Linked DNA regions of Mus musculus: region 1 is linked to region 2. A link is a contact called in public Hi-C data. All regions are on one chromosome and are shown on one strand. The core of a region is the stretch at or near the end of the contact, and the rest is flanking DNA. Distances in the headings are between cores, read along the strand shown.

The links. A called contact is a pair of places that touch in the nucleus more often than the background predicts.
Region 1: a Hi-C map of Sertoli cells shows a contact between it and region 2, with 3 times the contacts expected there. The contact joins the promoter of Spin1 here to the enhancer-like site in region 2. A contact is called at or near these places in 9 of 39 promoter capture datasets (the 3T3-L1 cell line, the C10 cell line, cranial neural crest and 5 more), 2 of 484 Hi-C or Micro-C datasets (Sertoli cells and cortical neurons), 8 of 115 datasets of contacts at active chromatin or transcription factors (craniofacial prominence, embryonic limb bud, embryonic stem cells and 1 more) and 3 of 9 other capture datasets (adipose tissue, liver and pancreatic islet).

Annotation. Positions count from the first base shown.
Region 1 is chr13:51,099,328-51,105,441 of GRCm38.p6, forward strand. It overlaps Spin1 (spindlin 1), which reads left to right and starts at 1,553. Exons shown (of 6, transcript NM_146043.4): 1 at 1,553-1,663. It overlaps 9430083A17Rik (RIKEN cDNA 9430083A17 gene), which reads right to left and starts at 1,400. Exons shown (of 1, transcript NR_029463.1): 1 at 1-1,400.
Region 2 is chr13:50,997,672-51,004,051 of GRCm38.p6, forward strand. No RefSeq gene overlaps it. Among named protein-coding and RNA genes, the nearest start is that of Gm32613, 9.3 kb to the left of the region's middle. Within about 2 kb of position 2,295, at least 7 of the 459 cell types and tissues checked have an H3K27ac peak or open chromatin away from gene starts, as enhancers often do. A contact at or near this core is called in Sertoli cells, where this site is marked.

The sequences.
Region 1 (6,114 bases), core at 303-2,802, 100 kb after region 2:
GCTTGAGATTCCAGCGTATGCTGAAGACCAGATGAGACATTCAGCTTTCAGTACTGAACAACTACTGAATTCCTGGACCTTCTGTGGGTAGACAGCCATTGCTGGACTAACTTGATCAAAGCCTGTGAGGTATTCTAATACATACTCTTTCCATATGTATATATTCATTTTGTAAGTTCTGTTCCTCTAGAGAACAGAAAAAAAAAAACAAACCAAAAAAAACCAGGCGTGTCACCAAGGAAACGGAAGTGTTCCATACTGTCACTCCAGCCTCCTTCCCTATCACACCCTTCCTTGTTCCTGTCAGCCTCCACGATCAAACATTAAACACAACAAAAGCTAATCTTCTCTCAGTGATCTCCAGGCTGGCTGCATCTCTACTGAAATTAGCCCTCTCTTCGGTCTGTGACTACGTTGCTCCTGCCAAGAATGTCATCTGAGACAAGCATTTTAATTTGAGCAGGCACATATCAATCTTATTTTGAAAAAAAAAAAAAAAGTGCCAATGGAATCCCAAAGAGCACAGCGAACTAAGAGCCGTGCTGCAGGTTTGGAGTGCGCAAAGGGCTTTCCAATAACGTCTTGTAATTCGACCTGGCAACACTCTGGCAGGAGGCTTATTACAATGCGGCAGTGCTACAGCACTCGAGGAACCAGGTCGGTGACCGCCTGGATCCAGACACTGGGTTAAAGGAGGGAAGGAGACCCAGACGAAGCTTCAGGTCCCGTATTTCACTTCCCCTCAAACCAAACCATCCCGGACGTTTTCTTTTTCTCTCTTTCCTTGCCCACAGCCAAACAGATCCTCAATAGGCGATCTTAACTGGAACCAGAGTCGCACGGATTCTCGTGCGATCGTGGGAAGTCTTGGCTTGCAGCCTCGCGAGGAGCCCGGGGTGACTTCTAGAGCAGCGGCTGCAGCTAGGCCAAGGCTAGGTGTTTGCAGCAGCCACCCTCAGCAGGTGTTCGCAGGAGGCCCTGAGCTTTGCAAGCTGAGCCTAGTTCCTCAGCCACTGCGCAGTGCGGCGTACAGCAAGGCGGTGTGTCTTCAAGGGAGCATGGGGGAGCCTATCCATATTTTTAAAGGGCTCGCGTCCTGCAGTCCAAAGCTGCTGCTCCGCAGGAAAGTGCACCTGCGCGGCGCACGGTCATGTGACCTAGCCTCCTGCATCTCCGCAGCTAGCCAGGCAGCTACCCGAGACAGCAGACGTAAGGTCCCAGGACAAAGAGTCAGGATAGCTCCTGGAAGCCGTCCTCCCGTGCAAGAGTAAATACCAACGCCCGCTACTCTCCGTTCGTCTTCCCGACCCTGCTCCGCTTGTAAGAGAGGCCGGCTCTACGCCAGGCCCGCGGCTCCCCAGCGTGTACCTCGCCGCTCCGGGTGCGCGCCCCACCCTCCAGGTGAGCAGCGCCAGGCCCCGCCCCCGCCGCCAGGGCCCGCCTCCCACCCGCGCCTGCGCAGTGCGTCCGGCGGCGCCGGGCGCCGGGGCGGCGCGGCCGTCGCAGTTCGGCGGGCGCAGTGCGCGTGCGCCGTGGCGGCCGGGGGGCGGGCGGCGGCCGCGGCGAGGAGCGGGGGTGGGGAGGCGCCGTCTGGCTCGGGCTGGGCCGGCGGGGAGCACGAGCGAACCACGGCGGCCCCGTGGGCAGCCTCGGTGGCCGACAGGTGAGACGCGCGTGGGGCTGGCTGCAGGGCCGTGAGGGGGGAAGCGAGTGGGCCTCTCACGGCGCGCGGACCCAGGTGAGCATAGCCCGCGGGGCCCCGGGCGCATTGTCCGCGGGCGGCGCCCCTCAGCGCCCCCTGCCGGCCGGGCTCGGTGGGGCCGGGGCGCGGCGGGCTGGGGCCGGGGCGTGCGCGAGTTCCTTTGTTCGTCGCCCCCGCCCGGTCCCCGCCGCCCCCGCCAACATGGCGCTCGCGGGGTCCCTGCCCCAGCCCCGCGGCCGCTTCCCGCGCGCTTTGTTCCGTGCCGGGCGGGGGGCGGGGGCGGGGGCATTGCGTAACCGGGCGGGGGAGGGGCGTGGCGGGACCCCCGCGACGGGTCATCCCGGTGACGCCCTGCCTGGGGGGCTCGGGGCGCGGGCCTGCGTGACCTTGGGTTTGCCTCCCCGAATGCGCCCGATAGATGTGCGGTGCGGATACTGCGCAGCGCCGGGGGTCGCGGTCCCTGGCGGCTTCCTGCACGGATGGTGCGTTCTGGGCCTTTCCGGGAGGCGGGGGGTGTCGGGTTGAGAAATGGCTTCAGTCATCCACGACGTTGCCTGCGCATCTCAAAGTTTGTTTACGCAATTGTTTTTATATTGATTTGGTTTCGATGGTCTATGAATTGGGTTTCGGGTTTTGTAAGGATTTTTCTCTCTGTGTGTGTGTGTGTGTGTGCGCGCGCGCGTGCAGTCTTACTTCTGGTTTAAAGGCTTGTTTATTTATCGTGTACATCCAAAAGCAATACAAGATTCGTTCAAGTGTTGTAAAGGATTTTAGTGTGACTAGCGAGAAAGATGGTATCCGTATCGAAATGCGAATGCCTCACTAACTTTCCTTGGAATTTTCTGGAAGAAGCTGCAGCCTGAAAGGATTGATGGAGAGTAATTGCCTTCTGCATAGCTTTTGTTAGAGAGTGAAAATGAAACCGGATCTTAGACGTTTTTTTACCTATACATCCTGAGCGCACTTCTGAGGTGGTGAAATTTTGGAAAGATAGAAGAGGCACATCTTTAGCCTTTTTAACCCCTTCAGTATTAGTTAATGGGTGAACACGATTTACAGGATGTCCGTTATCAGATTTGGTAATTGTGTATTAACGTAGCCTGCTATGTTTATAAAAACGTGTAGTGTTTCTCTCAATAAGTAAAACGAAATTAGCTTTAAAATCCTACTTTGACATGCCTAAGAAATGGATCAAGCAAAAGGCTTTCAGTCTAAGTGAATTTGTATGAGGTCTCCTGTACTCTAGACTGGCCTTGCGCCACTCTCCTTTTTCCGCCTGGAGTACAATCGAGTGAGGGGCTGTCTTTTTATACTTAGGATTTTTGAAATATATGTGTGTGGATGTTTTGTCTGCATATTTGTCTGTGTACCACATGTGTGTCTGGTGCTCAAGGAGTCCAGAAGAGGGCTCTGAACTCCCGGGACTGGAGTTAGACAATGGGAGTGCTGGGAATCAAACACGGGTCCTTTGGAAGAACAGCCAGTGAGTGCTCTTAACCGCTGAGCCATGCTTAAGGTTTTTTAAAAATAGATTTTCACTATGGAATTTCTCTAGTCAAGCCCACTTTAGTGTTCAAAGGAGGTGCTTTAAGCCTTTCTGGGATAGCTAAGCTCTGATGCTGCCCATCTCTTACATAGGATAGGGTGGTCACCCTTCACCAGGCCTAGTAACAGGATTGTAACCCTAGTTGTTGAGGAGGGTTGGAAGTTTAAGGACAGCTTGTATAATTTAAGGTCCTGTTTCAAAAAGTCAGAAGTCTGTGGTAGAGCAGTTGTCCTGCACATACATGTTGGACTCCAGGTTTTGCCTCCTAGTACAACAAACTACCTACCATGTAAACGTTCCTTAAATAGAATAGGTTGTTTTAGGGAATGAAGGCATTTCTTTCATGTTGTGGATACACCCCCAGCATGTGCCCCCAATCTGTGGATAGAGGCTGGGTGGCTGTTTAGGTAGTGTCTTTAATTGCCAGCTCCAGAGCAAACAGCAGTCTGAGGCGGTATGCTCGGCCAGCCCTGTGCCTGAGGCCCTGCCGGTCTGTCATTCTGAGGGATGAGGTGCCCTCTTCTTCTCTCCTTAGGATCACATTTCACATTTTCATTTTGGGAACTCTGAAAAATACTGCTCTTAGTGAGCCTGGGACTTCCTTTTATGGGGCAGTAGAGGGCTGAAGACAAAGGATGAAAGGGAGCTGTGGCCTGAACGTTGCTTCCCTCGAAAAGTGGAAGCCGGGAAAATCCCATAGGAAAACAGCTAGTTCCACATCCAGTCACTTCTGGATGGCGTTCGCCGAGGATCAAAACTGAGTGAGAGCACCTCACTGAGGGACTCTTGTCCTGTGGATTGAACTGGCCTGTTGGGGAAATGTGGTTGTCTTTGATTTTTCTGAAGGTCAGATAACAACTTAGTTTCAGTTTGGATAGCTTCCATAGGAGTGACTCCGTTTTGATCTCTGAGCTGGAAGACCATGGCTTCTGGACTTTTTCTGACTGTGTCCTTACGATGTCTCTCAGCTGTGTCCTCCCACTAGAGAATGGTAATGTGGGGTTGATGTGATTTGTGTGTGCTGCTTTGTTTTGTGGGTGGTCCAAAATTTCACCCTTAAACCATTTGTAAGAGTTAGTGTCCTGGAAAAACTTTTTTGTAGAGTTTGATCTTTGGGGCAGCTAACACGGTTTGGACTGACTTATTTGCAGCACTTTTTTTTCCTACTGTGTTAGAAAAAACATGAAGGGAGCCAGGCATGGCACACACCTGTAATCCCAATACTGAGGGATGGAGGAGGCAGGTGGATGAAAGTTTCAAGCAACACAGACCTATAGTGGAGAATTTGGAGGTTGGAAATGATATCTGCATGCACATTAGTAGAACCTCAGTTTGATAGAGGATATTTAAAAACGGGTATTTTATTTTCAGCCAAACGTCTGTTTTTCTAGCTGCTTTGTTGAGTTTGGAAGCCTGGTGTTGTGTAAAACATTGTTCAGTACCTTCTTCTCTGGGTGAAGCTCACCTCTGCAGCAGTGGACATTGACCTGGAGGGGAGACTTTAGAGCCTTCAGCCCCTGAGCTGCAGCCTGGGAGGAAGGCTGTCTTTCTCCAAACTTTATTGACTTGTAGAGTTCCTTCCTCGGTGTAGTTCCAGAACCACCGCTGGACAAGTCAGTGTCGATCCCTTCCCCTTCCTTCCCAGCTTTGCCACAGTTAACTAGGGTCAGTTTTGTCTGCGCCATGAAGTTAAACAGCTCGCTTGGAAGTGTCTTCATACTGAATGTCGTTTAAGTTGTTTTTACTGGGTACCTAATTTAAAATAGTCCCTAGTCAAAGTTAGAGAGATTGCTCAGCTGTTAAGAGCACTTCTGCTTTTGCAGAGGACTCCTCTCTGGTTCCCTGCAGCCATACGCTAGCAAACAGATTTGTAGTTCCAGTTCTAGGGACTTCATTGCCCTCTTCTGGCCTCCATGGGCATTGCTTGCACATGGTGCACATATACATACATACATACACACACACACACACACACACACACACACACACATATATACAGGCAAAACATCCATGAATGTAAGATAGAAATAAATCTTTTAAAAAAATAGCAGGACTAAAGTAAATAATGAGTTTGTCTGTACAATCTAATAGTGTATAGAGAAGTCATAGTTATGGTTATAGTGATGGGTTTATGTGCCCAAGAGCATCTGCGAAGAGGATGGTGTGCAGTAGGAAAGAAGAGTTGAGGTGGTGGGTGGGACAGAGTTGACATTGGTAGCAGTTAATAGTCTTCAGGGAGAGGAATTTATGCATTCATTCATGCTTTGAATTCCAGCTGAAAGTCAGTGGATGTTACCTTTACTCCCTGGAGGCCCTAGTACCTTATCAGGAGCAGGCCAGAGTTCACTATAGTTCATTCTTGGTGCACAGTAACTCCAGTGGACATTGAGATGTAATAACACCTGTGTATCATGTGTCAGATACTTATATGAGAACAAATTTGGGGCCAGATTTTGAATACTGTATTTTACATGAATGTAGTTGGTATTTATAGTAGACTTTTGTTAGTATTATTCAAGACTGTGTTTCACTGTGTGTGGGACATTGAACCATGCCAGGAAACTTGGTGAAGTAGAGCCGTTTTGAGAACCCAGTATCCTCCTGAGACGCTAGGTGCCTCCCTGCTCCCAGCCAGATTCCTGGCCTAGAACACGCAATTATTCTCCCCATGGAGGTCATGTAGCCCAAAACTGGTTCCTCTATGCTGATGAGGTACCTAGAGATTCTGGAGGTTTAGCCAATCAGCTTCCCTTCCTGGACATTCCTCCCTGCAAAATTTCTGGTCCACCCTGAGAAGTTGGTATGCATCCATTTTCCATGATGAACAGTCAGTTAATGGTATGGATAAACATGGACTGTCTCTTCC
Region 2 (6,380 bases), core at 1,045-3,544:
GGAATCCTTGGATCTCTGCACAACTTGCAGGCAGTTCCACGTGTCTGAGAATCTCCACTCTGCAGCTGGACTTGACAATCTCTTCCCCTCTGCAGCCATTTAGCGCTGCTATGAAACTGGGGAGGGGGCGTGAGCATCTTGCACCTTTCTGCTTTTCCATGTGCTATTTGTCAACCTCTGGGGTCCCCTCAATCTCACCAGTCCCTCCTGGAAGAAAGATTTCCATTCAGAGGAAACCGCAGCACAGCAGAAGGGAACCAGCAAGGGGTGAGGGAGGGGCAGTGGGAGAGGGACATGAAATAGAACAAAATATAGTGACAGAAACACATAAAAATGCTATCATTCTGCATGCTAGCTTAAGTCAACTTTAAAAATGAAAGTTATCAAAACAAACGAACAAACAAAAAAACCTGATAACCTGAGAGTTTGAGTTTCCAGAAAGAGAAAATTCATCAAATATGGGTTACATTAAAAGAGAGGACACTGCCATCAGAGTTCATCACATAACTTCAGGATTCTGGGGAGAAAAGGATGGCTTCACTTGTTCCTAAGCAGAGAAAACTAGGTCAGACACAAAGACCAGGACCCCCAATCACCTTTCTCCACCGCAGCAGCGATGGAAGCTGAGAGACCAGACTCCACCAATGTTTCCATTCCATTGTCCCCAGAACCTGGGAAGACGCCAGCTGACATGAGGAAAGAAACACATGAAGCAATAGACGAAGCATTCAGGAACAAGCTGACCCCAGAACCGACTTGAAGGTTACAGAGCAAAACAAAATCTCCCCCCCCCCAACCCCCGACCCCCACGGCAGCAGGGAGCAATAAAACAGCACCCACTGGGCACAGGTACCCTGGGTCCTGCCAGCTACCACAGACCTGGTGCCCCTATGGGATCCTCAAAGGCTGTTCCCGTTGGTAAGTTCATCTTTTCCATCAAGGTTCAGTACACCTTGTATCTCACACGTTGTCTCCAGGAGGTTACTCTGTCCTGGTGCAGGTAGGTTTAGGACATTAGGCCACAGCCAAAGTTTCAACCACTCACAATCAAAGTAGATTTTTAGGAAATTATGTCTGCTGCCAGGCCTCAGATTTGACCACTCACAAATCCAAGTGGAATTCTAGGAGACTGTGTCTGCTGCCCAGCCTGTTGGTATACTGAGGCTGAGGCAAAAGATGGCTGGGAGTTGGTACCTACCTGCTCTACATGGTAAATGCCACATCTGCTTGAACTATAATGTGAGGCCTTGGCTCAAAAAACAGTGTCTAGCTGGGCAGTGGTGGCCCACACCTTTAATCCCAGCATTCGGGAGGCAGAAGCAGGCAGATTTCTGAGTTCAAGTCCAGCCCTGGTCTACAGAGTGAGGTCCAGGACAGCCAGGACTATACAGAGAAACCCTGTCTCAAAAACAACAACAACAACAACAACAAAAGTGTCTACTGAACATGCATGAACTTTTTCTTGCAATTCTGTTTCTTAAACATGGTCCTTTCATACCAATGGAGCCATAGGTGTGCATGGCATACTCTCATCAGCACCAAAACTGTGCTCCTCCCAAACGAGCCTTCCCCCACATGACTTAGAAGCTTTTAAAATCCCAGGGCCAGCTGGATCTGATAGCTCATACCTTCAATCCCAGCACTTGTGAAGTAGACACAGGCATATCTCTGAGTTTGAAGCCAACCTGGTATACATAGTGAGTTTCAGGTCAGCCAAGGCTATAAAGTGAGACCCTGTCTCAAAAAAAAACCAAAAACCAAACCAAAACTACCAAGCCTAATAGCCTGAATTTGCTCTATATGACACACAGGGAGAGAACAAATGAATACATATATATGTGCATACATGTACATGCATATATACATACATATACACATACAAAAGAAACAATTCTACTGCAGCCTCCTTGTCTACAGATCTATTTAATATTTTTCATACCTCATTGCTTTTTGAAACATGCAAGCCAGCCAGCACTCCAAGAAAGGGTTAACATGCCCCTGACCTTGGCTCACTATAGTCAATTCTTTGGCTTCTGCTTTGCAACAATGTTGCACAGTGTTTGTGAGTTTGATAAAGAGAGCCTTGAGGGAATCATCAACTCTGTATCCATGTGTCTAGCCACTTTCCCATCCTTTTCAATAGCCTCATCATGCATTTTCTGGAACAGTCCAGACTGGAGCAGATTGGATGTTTTCCTCTTTTGATTCATGAACACTGAACTCACAGCCAATAGCACTAAATCTAAATCATGCCTGAATGCAGCTCGTGGAGCACACACATGTCCTGTGAATACAGATTGCTTCTATAAGGCAATCACAGTCGCCTTGTGCTCAGGAATGCTTGCCGTGTCTCAGCTCTGTGCTGGGTGGAGAGGGATTAAGACAGGAAAATTACCAACCAAAAGCTACAAGTGCAAAAGGAGCCCACCAGAGCATCAGCCTTCACTTCAAAGATGACCACGTCCAGCATGTTCAGCCAAGGCAGCAAACTCTTGAAGCCAAGCCTTTTTTCCCTTGACTCCTTAGCACTGCAGCCCATGCTAAATACATACAGCAAGGATTCCAGAAGGATTGCTGCTCCTAGACTGGGTGCTGTTTGATTTTTCTTTTAATGTTTTATAGAAACTCAGTGTTGTACAGTTATTGCCTCTGTATTGACGCATTCCTTCCTGGAGGGAAGATGTTAAGACTTGGGGAAATGGACAAAATTTGCAAGTCTCAGGAAGTTCCTGAAACTTAACAAGCTACATGAGACCTTTGTCCAAGGATATACAAACAGTAGCAGTTGGAAGGGACAGGGGACCCCCCACCAGCAACCTCTCTAAATCATGGAGCAAGCTCCAGAGATGCAGCTTTTATGGGCTGTTACCCTATCTCCCTTGGAGTCATCCATGCTCCAGAAAATAACCCAATAAACTCATTGGTTCACTAACCTGGATTTTGAAAGAACTGCTTTTTTTTTTAATCATTCTGGAGTGAATAGACATATTCACATCTCCCCAAGAAAGGTCACATACTATTGCGTCCCGCTCGACCGGCAAGAAAGACGCAACAAACCAGAATCTTCCGCGGCAAAAGCTTTATTGCTTGCTTCTCAGGAAGATCTCGAACCGGGAAAATGGCGCTGCTTTTATAACCCGCAGCGTGACGTTTCAGCACCTGATATGGCGTGACAGCTCCCGATTCGTTGCTTGCCCATCACCCCACTATTACACCCCGAGAATAGGAGTGACTAGGAGTGAATTCACTCTTGCACCTGCGTACAAGGCTTGTTTACTAGTTAGGCACAGCGGAGGCCCACGCCATCTTATAATGGCGATTGCTCGCAGCACGTACCGGCTTTCCACAACATACAACCAAGGAAAAGATGTTCATTAGATGTATTGTCCTTCAATGACCTACAAAGTCAAAATCCATTTGCCTTGTGGTGGAAGAGAAGCATCATGGGAAAAGCTTTAAGAAGGTGAGGATGTAGAAAACTGTATAAGTTTCTATCGTGACTAATTCATTTTTTTAAAGTTAGGGTTAAAAGCTAATGGGTTCACACATGTATATTTTTGTACTTTGTTCATGTTCTTCCCGACCCCTCTACTATCATTCTCTCTTGTCTTCCTCCCCCTCCTGGTGGTATAACTGCAGTTTTGGATTATAAAATCAATCCCATCAACAGGTATTCTCTGAATATCAGTGCCCTGTACTGTCTGGGAGAAGCTGAGAAGCAAAGTAAAAGGCTCACACATCCCTTCAGCAAAGCTCGGATTCGAGTCAGGACAGGTAGATGAACCAATGCTTAAAAGGGGCGCACTGCCTGTTTGGAGATTGGCAATAAATGAAAACTGATTACTCTCGGGGAGTCAGTCCTGGCTGACATCCCCATTTGATCTATTTTGTAAAACATCTAGATCTCTGCGTGAAGAGGAAAGGCCTAAATTTTCCAGCATAGAAAACCTGTATTGTAGTGTGTATATTTTAATTTTAAAGTGCTGGTGCTCTTCTCAAAGGGTTACAATTCACAGTTAAACTATTAGCAAATGAACAGCCTTTCCTATACATGACTACTGTCAATGGAAGATACAACACTGTAATTTCCATAAATTTGTACATTCTGATGTTAGCATACCATCTGAGATTACTCACCTCTGTTTAAAAGCTATTCCTAAAATGAAAAATAAAATAAAAAAAAAACATTAAGGGCTCAGTAAACATAGATTCTGGTAAAATATTGAAAATTCTTTTGTGATTACCAAGGGTGAAAAATAAATCTAAAACCAAAAAAAATAAATAAATAAAAATAAATAAATAAATAAAAGCTATTCCTATATCCAGCCATCGTAAATTTTTTGTTACTGTTTGGTTTTGTCATTTGGTTGGTTGGTTGGTTGGTTAGTTAATTAGTTTTAGGTGTGATAGGGATGGAACCTAGGGTCCCATGCATTTGAAGGAAGCCCTCTGCCTCTGAGCTACAGCCTCAGCCCTATTTTGCCATCTTATACTTTTTACTTTTTTAAAAAATTGCTTATTTATTTATTATTGCATTTCACATTCACTGTGAATATTTTTTCCAGTCAAATACTAGCCATGACTTATTTGGTTTCATGTATAATTTTTTTGCAAAAAAAAGAAAAAGAAAAGGTCTATATATGCATAAGATGTATACATATAGCAATCATAGGACATCACTGCTTCTATCAAGGACTTCCAGGTTTGAATTTGAGTTTTTAGCCTGACATGGTGGTACACACCTGTACCTCCTGATGGAAGCAGGAGAGCCAAGAGTTCAAAGTCATCTTTTGCTAGATAGCAAGTTCAAGGCATCCTGGCCTACATGAGAACCTTTCTCAAAAACAAACAAATGAACAAGTAAATAAAAACGGGGCTGTAAGATGTCTCAGCAGTTAAGAGCACTGGCTGCTCTACCAGAGACCCCAGGCTGCTCCCACATGGCAGCTCACAACTGTCTGTGACTCCAGTTCCAGGGGACCCAACACCCTCATACAGACATATATACAGAGAGAAAACCAGAACATATAAAGAAAATATAAATAATAAATTATTTTTAAAACAACAACAAAAATAAAATAAAATAAAATAACTCAGCAGTTAAGAGTGCCTCCTGGCCAGGCACGCCTTTAATCCCAGCATTTGGAAGGCAGAGGCAGGCGAATTTCTGAGTTTGAGGCCAGCCTGGTCTATAGAGTGAGTTCCAGGACAGCCAGGGCTACACAGAGAAATCCTGTCTCGAAAAACCAAAACCAAAACAAAACAAAACAAAAGAGTGCCTCCTATTCTGGCAGAGGACCAGAGTTCAGATCCCAGCACTTCAGGAGATTTAATGCTCTCTTCTGGCCTAAGCACCTGCTCACAGATGGCATATTCTTGTACAGGCAGACACACATACAAAGAAAGAAAGAGAGAGAGAGAGAGAGAGAGAGAGAGAGAGAGAGAGAGAGAGAGAAGAAGAAGAAGAAGAAGAAGAAGGAGGAGGAGGAGGAGGAGGAGGGGGAGGAGGAGGGAGGGAGGGAGGGAGGGAGGGAGGGAGGGAGGGAGGGAGGGATAAAAATAAATATTAAATAGATAAGCTCTGCCTTTCTGGGCAGGGCTGAAGCCCCATAGCCAAGCGCACATAGCCTGCATCACAATGGGGGGAATGTTCTGCTGGTCTTTGAAGTCATGCAGATTTTCATAGACTTTTTTTCTTTACAAATTCCACCAGTTCACTATTTACATTGTAACTTTTGCCGGATGAGGAAGCATGGGACCCAGTTCTATTCTTTCTAGATTGTTGTGCCAAAAGCTTTTGCCCAATAAGCCTTCTTTGCTTCTGAGCTAGGAGACCTGGGTGCGGCACCCAGAACCTCAGAGGACACAATATTCTCTCTGCCCCATTTCTGTCAACCAGTTCTTTCCTGTCCCAGTTACCGTTTCTTCTGCTTTTTCATCTCTAAGATATTATAGAGTCAATCAGCCTAATTGAAAGGGCTTGATTCACTGAACCCAATTAAACGCATCCTGAAAACAAAACTCTAAAGGCTTGGCTGTCTGATTCCACTTGGTAGTGGTGGATGGAGTCGGTAATGTGTGTGAGGTCGAACTTTTCCATAAAAGTTTCCGTGACCACAGCTGACCCTGTGTCTGGTCTTGCCTTCTCACGTGGGCAAGTTGGCATGCGTGGTCATGGGATGGGATCCAGCCTGGGTCTCCTGATGAAAGACCTTGTCCTGCAGCACCCGCAGTTCCCTGCAGTTCCCACAGCGCCCTCCTGTCAAGTCCTGCAACTCCGTGCAGCAGCCACAGCGCCCCCACCACTCCCGCATAACCCTACCCCCGCAGCACCCTTCCCTGCAGCTCCGGCAGCTTCCCGGAAGTTCCCACACCATCCA